2 separate regions of the Danio rerio genome follow, and region 1 is linked to region 2. Evidence: chromatin contacts called from public Micro-C data. All regions are on one chromosome and are shown on one strand. The core of a region is the stretch at or near the end of the contact, and the rest is flanking DNA. Distances in the headings are between cores, read along the strand shown.

Region 1 (5,088 bases), core at 187-2,686, 290 kb before region 2:
ATGTCTTAAAAAATGGTTAAGGTCCAAATGGAAATCATCACACCATTTAAACTTCAGCCTTATTCAGTCTAAATCAATAAATAAACACACAACATCTTTAGATCAGTCTACAAATAGCAGCATTGAAGGATACAATCCCAAACGTGTTCCGACATCGAAGATGAACCTGGCTCCCTCTCGTCTGTACCGCGCTTCTGTGGCTGGGTCCAGGTCTGACTGGGACGGGGTGTGGGCCAGATCCTTCTTGTCCCAGTACCAGCATGGCTTGGTGTGGTCCAGATTTGTGGTGAAGCTTCCGAAGGTGGCGTTGGAGTTCTCCTTGCCGTCCTTCATTTGGAAGGAAGTGACGGCTGATGCCAAACCGCAAATCAGTCTGAACTGCAAAAGGCTAAAAACAACAGCTAGTTGGTTACTTCTTAAAAGTGCACTGGGTGAATTTTGCCAAACGATGTTGAAATTTGGGACTCTACTCTCACTTTTATGAGTTTCTTTCGTAATTCTGTTAAACAAAAAAGATGGTTCAGAAGAAAGCTGAAAACTGGTAACCATTGACCTTCATAACAGGGAAAACAAATACTATGGAGGTCAATGGTTACCGGCTTACAACATTTTTCAAAATATCTCTTTTTCTGTCGAACGGAATTAAGAAATCCAAACAGGTTTGTAACACGTGAAGGGCGAGTAAATGAAGACAGAATTTTCATTTTTTGATGAACTATATATGATTACTCAAAGATATGCATGCATGTATACACAATACACACATATATATTATGTCAAAAACTTTTCTTCTGGATTAATTACAGCTATAAAAACGAAAATAATGCTACAAATAGGGTTTATTTATTCTAAGCGTCTTGTTTAATTTGGGGTGAATTTTGACAGATTTGAAATAGCTCAGTTATATTATTATCGCATTCAGTTATAGTTCAATGGGTATTGTTTGGGAATTCACAATAAATAAGATAAAATGTCGTAATTTGTGCATCAGCATGATTAAGGCACACGTTTCTTAAATTTGCAAAAAAATAAGTTATATAATCTATTGAAAGTTCAAACATGTCAATCATTTGCTTCGTGAGAGAACACAGACAATTAAATACCAAATATATCATACATCCCAGACCACTCATAACATCACGTGACTAATATAACCGTGTTCTCCAGTAAATATGCTGTTAATTTAAATGGAGCTGTTTGATCCTTCATTCATCAATTTACGATGACATTAATAAACTGAGAGGGAAGCGATTTCAAAGCGATCGGTTTCAAACCGAGTAATTACTCATCCTTCGAATTATAAACAATAAGTAACTATAAAATAGTCTTACCTTTGCGATATATGGCACGTTTATGTCCTTAGTAAACTGGGGAGACGAATAAAACGTTAATCGTTGTCGGTCTCACATTCACGACATGGAGGCAGCCATTTACAGCACGTCTTCCTCTGTACTTCAAAGCAGCGCTCGTGCGTCGTTCAAACCACCTGAAGCGACATCTGCAGGCCTGGAGAACATACATTTCAAAGTCCTTTCTGAAAATAAAAAAGTACGGGTGTTTCTTTGAAAATTTACATTTATGGATGTGAAATTTTGTTTTTAAAAAAAGCAAAAAATCAATAATTGATTTAAAATGAGAAAGATCTACACTCAGAGAGTGACCAAATAATACATTTTTTGGGGAAATACAGAAGTTTGGAAATAAGAATTTTTTAATGAAATCGGAAAAGTCAACCCAAGGGCCATGATGGACAGAGGCCAGTGGATAAATTTGGCCAGGATGCCGGGGTTAAACCCGTACTCTTTTTCGAAAGACATTCTGGAAGCATGCTAATGGGACTTTTAATTTGCCAGTAACCTGGGTTAAGCGCTTCCGGCGAACTGTATGCCAAAGGAAAAAGCTGCACGTTTTTAAGGTCAGTTTTCTTTAAAAATCAGCGATCTCCACTGGCTGAGTGATTTCCGATATGAAGTGGGTCTCGGATTGTACTAGAAGCACTGCATTAAATGACATTTTCCCCGCCATGTCTTTATAATATGAGCATATATTTAACCCAGTATATTCAATGGAGCGTCTGCGCTATCCTGCCGATTCTGACGGGCGAGTGCGAGTAAAAGGCCTTTTGTCTCGTTTTACGCTTGAACAACTAAATGAATGCCAAAGTTTATTTAACTGAATGTATTTTAATTACATTACAACATGAATGCTGTAAAAGGAACCGTATAAAATGGAAAAAACTCACACTAACCGGTCACCGGAAGTTTATAAGTATATGGGAACAACACTTGCTCGGCATATAGCCAATTATATTCATCTGTCTCCATATTCTACTGCATCCCAGAATATTACACAGCACCAGAAATGTAAAAAAATATATATTGAATATATTTAATATATTTTTGTGTACTGCAGACGGCAATTCGCCGTGACGCAGATTCACGAGTCTGTGTGCTCCAATCAGATGAGCCCTCTTCAGCGTTCGCCATGACAACGCAACAGCAGTTTTTACGTGCCTTGTAAAAATTTGCATATGCATTCCTATAAAGCTCGTGTGCTCTCTGTCAGCCTTGTCAGTTCGCTCAGTGTTGCTGTTTGAACTTGACCAAGGTGAGTTCAATACCGACTTTGCGAGTGGAGCCACGCCAATCTCACGAAGTCCGCTTCCTGAAGCTTCACTCGGTACATAAACGCAACATCGCAAGGAATATTACGTGTTTGTTGCTCGAAATGTGCCGCCGAGCAACATCCAGTGAATACTGGCACGGCCTGGCGCCCGGTTTTCTCGTGCACTCCCTGGGGCGAGGCGACCTTTGAGCCCTAGGCAGGGAACAAACAACCCCCGAGGACCCTCAGGGAAACACGGGGGGCCGGTAGTGGGACCTCGCTGCGAGGGTTATGGTGGGTGGGAGTAGCGAGGCCCACTCATCGTCTATTTTAAACTATAGTTTCAAACTTTAGTTTACTGTAGTTTGAAATAGACACCATGGTAACTGTTATGATTTAACTTTATGCTAAGAGCTTAGAATGACCAAGAGCAACAGCCCCGGATTCCGCCATTTTGAAGTGATCGCGATCGGCCGTCCATTGGATCTCATTGCTGTCGCGATTGAAAGCTGCTGCTTTGTTTTTACTTAATTTATTCAAAAAGCGCGTTATTGTTTTCCAAATTGTAGAGTGTCGCCTCTTGGTGATTCTATGCTCTTTGCTTTTTGTCGGACTGTTGTAATGTTTTGCTTTGTTTTTCAGCTAAGCTGTTGAGCAAAGAAGGACTTTTGAAGACAACCGCGGGTTATATTCACGAGTGCGCGCGTTATAATGTTTCCGGGTTGTTTTCTGAAAGTTTGTCTTGTTTGCATGTCAATCTAAATAAACTATACTCTTTCTAAACACCTGTCTCGTGTTTTATTTGTCCTCTACAGCAATGCACTGTCATGTTAGTCTGTTGAATGCATGTGTATGCAACATGGTTTGACAATACAGTAGTCTAACAAATAAATGGTTGTTATAAATGTACACTAGTCAACATTTGGTGTAGGTAATAAGTTAATCAAAGATGTCCTAAGACATAAGGGTTATGTTATGGTTGTTTCATAACTATATTTATTATTATTATTCTGTATGTTTAAAACCAGGAAATTATACTATATATTTAACATGTTATGAACTTACTGTTATTTTAAAATTTGCTTAACAAAATGTTCTAAGAAGACAAGAATGGGTCTTTTGGTTTTATGTCAACCTACAGTAGGATTATGGTTGCCTACAGCAGGAATAGGCTACATTTTTTTTAATGACCCAAATCAAGTAAAACGTCTCTTACTCAAGTACTTTTAGCATGCAAAAGTCAAATTTAAGTATATAAAATACAGTTTCCAACAACAAAATTTTGTCTTGTGAAAAAGACCAGTGTGGTGGTGAGAAAAAAGTAATATCAAGTTTATATATATATATATATATATATATATATATATATATATATATATATATATATATTTATTTATAAAAGAAGTTGAACAAGTTGTCATAATATTTAGTCATTAGATTATGTGACCGCTAGATGGCGCTCAATTAAAAGGAGTGTTAATTTTAAAGGAGCGCTACCCTGTACTAAAATGGCGACTCAATTGACGCATTCCTTCTAATAGACAACATCAGGGTAGGCGACATCCAATGTATATTTCTATGGGAGCCAACTTGTATTCACGTCATATCATGCTCAACTCTTATTACTCTTTTACGCTCTTCGAGAGTCTTGGCGAGATTTCAGAATGATATTTAGGAAACTATGAAGTAGCAGTACCGCCTGTGTACCATAGTTACACAATGCAGCATTTAGCTCGCTCGTAAACCTCGCTGTCATTGCCCCCTCAGAAAGAGTTTGTGCCCCCCCAGTTTTTATAAAGGATTGTTCACTCAAACTGAAAATTCTTAAATTTTCATTTTAAAGTACTCATTCATATGTGATCATATTTCTCACTTTATTTAGAATCTCAGGGCAAATGTTTAATCAGAAACGTAGAACTAAAAAATGAGTAATACGAAAATATAAAACACTTAAAAAAATGTATATATATATATATATATATATATATATATATATATATATATATATATATATATATATATATATATATATATATATAATAAAAATATATAGCTTAATAAAATGCTAAATGTAAACGTACTTTCAAGATTGCAACTTTCTCACAAATTTCCAATTTAAGCTTCTGTCTGCGTCCCTGTAATGGCCTGTATTTTTATATTAATTTAAATATAAATTAGGTTGAGTTTTATTATTTTTGAATCCCTTCACCTGATCTCAGGGTCTGATGGGAGCATTTTAGCTTAGCTTAGCATAAATCATTGAATCGGATTAGACCATTAGCATCTCACTGAAAAATGAACAAAGGGTTTCAATAATTTTCCTATTTGAAACTTGACTGATAATATAGCACCATTTCTGTAAATCCAATTAACAAGTTTACATAAATTGACCACATGTAAAGGACTATTTCTTTTTTCTTTTAGCTTAGCATAAATCATTGAATCAGATTAGACTATTAGCATCTCACATAAAATGACCAAACT
Region 2 (4,959 bases), core at 1,995-4,494:
TACTCGCGTCTATAGTCAAGGCAAGGTATACGGCATCTCAAATAAGTGAACTGATACAAAGAGCCACCATGTTTAGACTTTGTGGTAGCTTACTTCCCACACGGTAAGGAGAAGAGGTATTTTAAACAAACAAAAATTAATCAATTCAATGTTTACTTTATAATGAAAGCTAACATAATGTTGACTATGACATAAAAGAATTAAAGAAACATTCCACTTAAAAGAAAAAAAAAAGATTACTTTTTACGACTCCCCAAGAGTTAAACAGTTTAACTGGTAACATTTTTTAACCATTCAGCCGATTTTCTGATCCTGCAGGAGCACTTTTAGCTTGATAAATCATTGAATCGGATTAGACCGTTAGCATCTTATTCAAAAATGGCCAAAGATTTTCAATAGTTCTCTTCTCTCCTGTAGTTACAGTACAACGTATACTAAAAGACTGAAAATTGCTATTCTTCAAGCCGATATGGCTAGGAACTATACTCTTATTCTTGTGTAATGATAATCAAGGAACTTGCGCACTATTATACAACCTATAGCAACTTATAACTTTTATAGAAACTTTTAAATATTGTCTGTCTTAGTACACAATGTCAAGTTTTAAACAGGAAAATGATCAAAACGCTCTTTTTATTTTTTGAGCAAAACGCTAATGGTCTATTCTGATTCAATGATCTATGCTAAGATAAGCTAAGCTAAAAGTGCTCCCGCCAGACCTGGAAATCAACTGAATGGTTTTAAAAATGGTAAAACTCAATTGCTTGACTCTAGAGGAGTTGTAAAATGAGCCTATCGTCATAAAAGGGTAGTGTCTCTTTGGGTGCTTTCACATCTTAGTTCATTTGGTCCGGACCAAAAGCAACAAATGATACATTGTAGCATTTTTCTGCCGTTTTATGGTCATTTTCACACCACATTGATTGCTTTGTTCTGAACCAGCTGAAAAAAACTAAATGCAGTCATGTGACAAAATGTCATGTGACAAAATCCACATAAATCATTGGCCGGATGTTGTTGAACATAGTTCCTAAACTGCTTTTCTATTGGTCAGAATGGAGCTACAACTGCGCTGACTGATTGTATTCCTGGTCATAGTATACTATATAGTTTGTATACATCACTTTACACTAACCATACATTTCGAGAATGAAGCACGGCTGCAGCTGGAAAACAATATTTAATGCATTGCAAATGGCGAAGGCGCATCACAAGTCACTTCAGGAGGAGGCGTCAATTAATTTTGCTAAACTGTGACATGGTCATCTTCCAGAAATATTACCAATGATCCATCAGCTAATGTTTTTCCCTCTTTCTCTCTGTTTAAAATTGTTGGCAAAGCGCTGTCAACAATATTTTTCGTCCACATCCCATAAGATGGGATAGCACATCGGACTACGGCAGGTGGATTAGTCCAAACAGGCGCAGTACTTTTTGCAGTTGGGTCTGTTTTAGTTTGGATCTTATTCTCACCACAAACTAATCGCTTCAGGGTTCGTTTGAAAGCGTACCGAGACCACCTTTTTAAGCAGGTCTTAGTAGGCTTTTTTGGTCTGCTTTTAATGCACACTCGAGTGCGATTGCTACATTCACACCTGCCCAAACGAACCGCACCAAGAGGGTAAATAAACAAACTCTAGTGTGATTCAACTGAACTAAATAAGATGTAAAAATACCCCTTAAAGCTGATATGACATGGCATGATACAACAAACTCAGATTTCTAACCTTGAACAAGTCTTTCTGTACAAGTATGATGATTTCAAAGGCAGCGCCGTGACTGAAAGGCATCAGGTAGTGGATCTCCTCTTTTCCCCAGCGCTCCTTCTGCAGTGTATTACAGACGATGTAGGGAGATCGCGTGAAGCGAGGATTAAAATGAAAGGCCACATCTGCCCGAGGCTTCATGCTGCTCCCACAGGTCAGGTCAACTTGAAATCTACAAAACATCAGACTATTCAGAACTGTGGACAAATTTAAAATGTCATATCAATGCACAGCAAGTTGTTTGTTTAACCTACAGTAACAAAGATATGCATTGTCAACAGTTTTTTTATATATATATATACAGTCAAGGTCAAAATTAATGAACTGTATGTTTTTTCGTATGATTGCCTTGGAAACTTAATCATGCCTTCATAATTTACTTTTGAATTCTTTAATGAATATATTTCATTGTTTTACCCCAGACTTTCAGTCTTAATTTAAAGAAAAGTATTAATGATTTAAACAGAATTAAATAAAACATTTATTTTTGTGTGGAAATGATTTAAATGTCTCCTTATATTCACCCTAACAAACGAATACTCTGTTGTTGCACCCTGTTTAACATTACAAACAATTTTGCTAATCGATCACTATGCATGGAAGAAAATATAAAGGCTTTCCACACTTCCACTTCCGTATATACAGTTGAGGTCAGATTTATTAGCCCCCCTTTAATATTTTTTTTCTTTCTTAAAAGTTCCCAAATGATATTTAACAGAGCAAGGAAATTTTCACAGTATGTCTGATAATATTTTTTCTTCAGGAGAAAGTCTAATTTGTTTTATTTTTGCTAGAATAAAAACAGCTTTTTATGTTTTTTTTAATTAATAAAAAAAAAAAAAAAAACGAGGGCCAATAAAAGTGGCCAAGATATGGGTAGCAACTGAAATCTGCAAGAAGGTAGCTCTCCAGGAACAGGATTGAGCACCCCTGTTATCTCATATTGCAATTTGTAGTAGTACAATTTCCACCCATGAAAAGAAATGTTCCCTTCCACCTCAATTTTACTGAATTACTGGATGGAAAGGATCCTTTAAACGTGAAGCCAAAATCGATCCTTTTAAGTTGTCACCTGTCAGAACCACTGGGCACAGTGCCCTGAATGAGCACCATCTCGCCGGGTTGAAGTCCTCCCAGGATGGTACCAATATAAGGAATCGTCTACAGACAAAAATGATAAGAATGAGACAAACAGACAACATTTATTCTACCTTATACGTTTTCAATATACACGTGTTTATCCAAACACCACAGACAGATGACACATTATCAAATATGACCCCCGTCATATCATATACATCCGCCTGTAAGCAAACAAAGTTAAGATAAACTTACTGGATTCGTTATGGTCTGTTTCGGATTTGCGACCGACATCTTTGCAACGCCGTTCAGAAAGTCTATTATACGCTGTTATTACGAGTTAATCACTAGCTGAGGAAGAAAATAGAAACGCTTTCTGCGCTTTCACTTCCTAGAATGAGAACGACGCGTTTGGTGGCCAATCAATAATGAGAGATGCGAGTTCGACGCGTTTAAAAGCCAATCAATGATGAGCATTATGAGCGCGACGCGTTTAGGAGCCAATCATTGAGAGATTAAACCGCGACGCGTTCAGCGATCAATGAATTGCGATGTTATGAAAGCCTAGGGCCAATCAAAGTGCGCTATACTTACCGACCAATCATGGCGCTTTCTTGTGAAGCGACGTGACGATTTATGATTTTGTAGTTTTTACGCTTGAAAAGCAGAAATAGAAAAGACATGGACGTTAAAAAAACGAACTGCAAACTAAGTATTTATGATTATACACCATTGCGTGATTGCGTTTCTTTTCTAATGACTGATTATCATGCGTCTCGCGTGTATATCAATATGAGCACATGACGCGGAAGTAATAGCTGCTGGTAATCATAAACATCCTCATGACAGACTTCAGCCGCAGTTCATTGAAACTCCAGTCAAATCATGCAAACGCACAATTTTCTGTGCATAATCTCCGTCATTATCGGATGTTCGGCTCAGTTTTATGTTATAGATGATCGGATTGGTTTAGGGCGGGAGTTTGATGGAATAGGGGGCTTAAGTGGTGGAGGAGTAAGTCATGTTCACAAGTTTAATGTGTCTGTCAAAAGTTGGCCAGTTGTTGATTAACTCTTTGTTTGTTTGTTTGTTTACAGGCCACTTCTCGACTTCTTGTCAATTATGAAGAACCCTATCGGAGTCAGATATTGGATTACTTATTCAAAGTATTTAGTCATTTGTTTTAGTAATTTTTTATTAATGATGTATTTTATAATAACCATACGTTATTTTTAATGTGTTATATATGTGGGTTTGGTTTTATTTAGCCCAACTTTGGAGCTTCACTTCACATCCTCAAGGTAGAAATAGGAGGCGATGCTCAAACCACAGGTGAAGCAAAGTATTTTCTGTGTATTTTCCCTTCTGTTTTGCATACCTGACTGTCTATAGCTTTTTAGGTATATCAAATTATCCAAAAGACATTAAAATAAACAACCAAGTTTTTGATTTGAGTATAAATCAAGGATAAAACATAAAATATATCAGGGTTATGCAGTTGTTCTGAAGAGAATACCTAATTCAGAAAATTGTCTTGAAATTGAAAGCTTATTGGTTAGTTTTCTGTAACATTTTATTGTTATTTCATAGAAAGCAATAGTTTAACTCCTTCACTGGTTCTTTAAAAACAATGTATGTCAGTCATATGACATGAATCATGTGGTACTAACATGCTGAAGTAGACAAAAAACAACAGGAAGTTAGGTTCACCTTGCCTGTGTGGTCAGTTAGGTTAGTTAGTTTTCATGTTAGTGAATTACCTGAATCATTAGCCCCTGTTTATTTTTTTTAGGCACATTTCCAAACATAACAGTTTTAATATCTCATTTCTAATAACTGATTTATTTTATCTTTTCTATGATGACAGTAAATAATATTTGACTAGACAGCTTCTATACAGCTTAAAGTGACATTTAAAGGCTTAACTAGGTTAGTTAGGTTAACTCGGCAGGTTAGAGTATTTAGGGTAGTTATTGTACAACAATGGTTTGTTCTGTAGACTATTCAAAAAAATAAAGCTTAAGGGACTAATAATTTTGAAACTAATGAAAATAATGTTTTTTTTTTAATTAAAACTGATTTTATTCTAGCTGAAATAAAGCAAATAAGACTT

Evidence for each region. A called contact is a pair of places that touch in the nucleus more often than the background predicts.
Region 1: a Micro-C map of caudal fin shows a contact between it and region 2, with 3 times the contacts expected there. The contact joins the promoter of ccnk here to the promoter of lgals8a in region 2. A contact is called at or near these places in 2 of 18 Hi-C or Micro-C datasets (caudal fin and hematopoietic stem cells) and 1 of 4 datasets of contacts at active chromatin or transcription factors (embryo).

Annotation. Positions count from the first base shown.
Region 1 is chr20:5,221,465-5,226,552 of GRCz12tu, reverse strand. ccnk (cyclin K) reads right to left here and starts at 1,436. Exons shown (of 13, transcript NM_001163779.1): 1 at 1,332-1,436; 2 at 134-388; 3 at 1-4. The coding sequence starts at 333. It overlaps mir7146 (microRNA mir-7146), which reads right to left and starts at 634; the gene lies at 506-634.
Region 2 is chr20:4,937,006-4,941,964 of GRCz12tu, reverse strand. It overlaps lgals8a (galectin 8a), which reads right to left and starts at 3,244. Exons shown (of 10, transcript XM_073934048.1): 1 at 3,102-3,244; 2 at 2,839-2,927; 3 at 1,728-1,938. The coding sequence starts at 3,140. galca (galactosylceramidase a) reads left to right here and starts at 3,661. Exons shown (of 17, transcript NM_001005921.1): 1 at 3,661-3,860; 2 at 3,944-4,012; 3 at 4,115-4,178. The coding sequence starts at 3,732.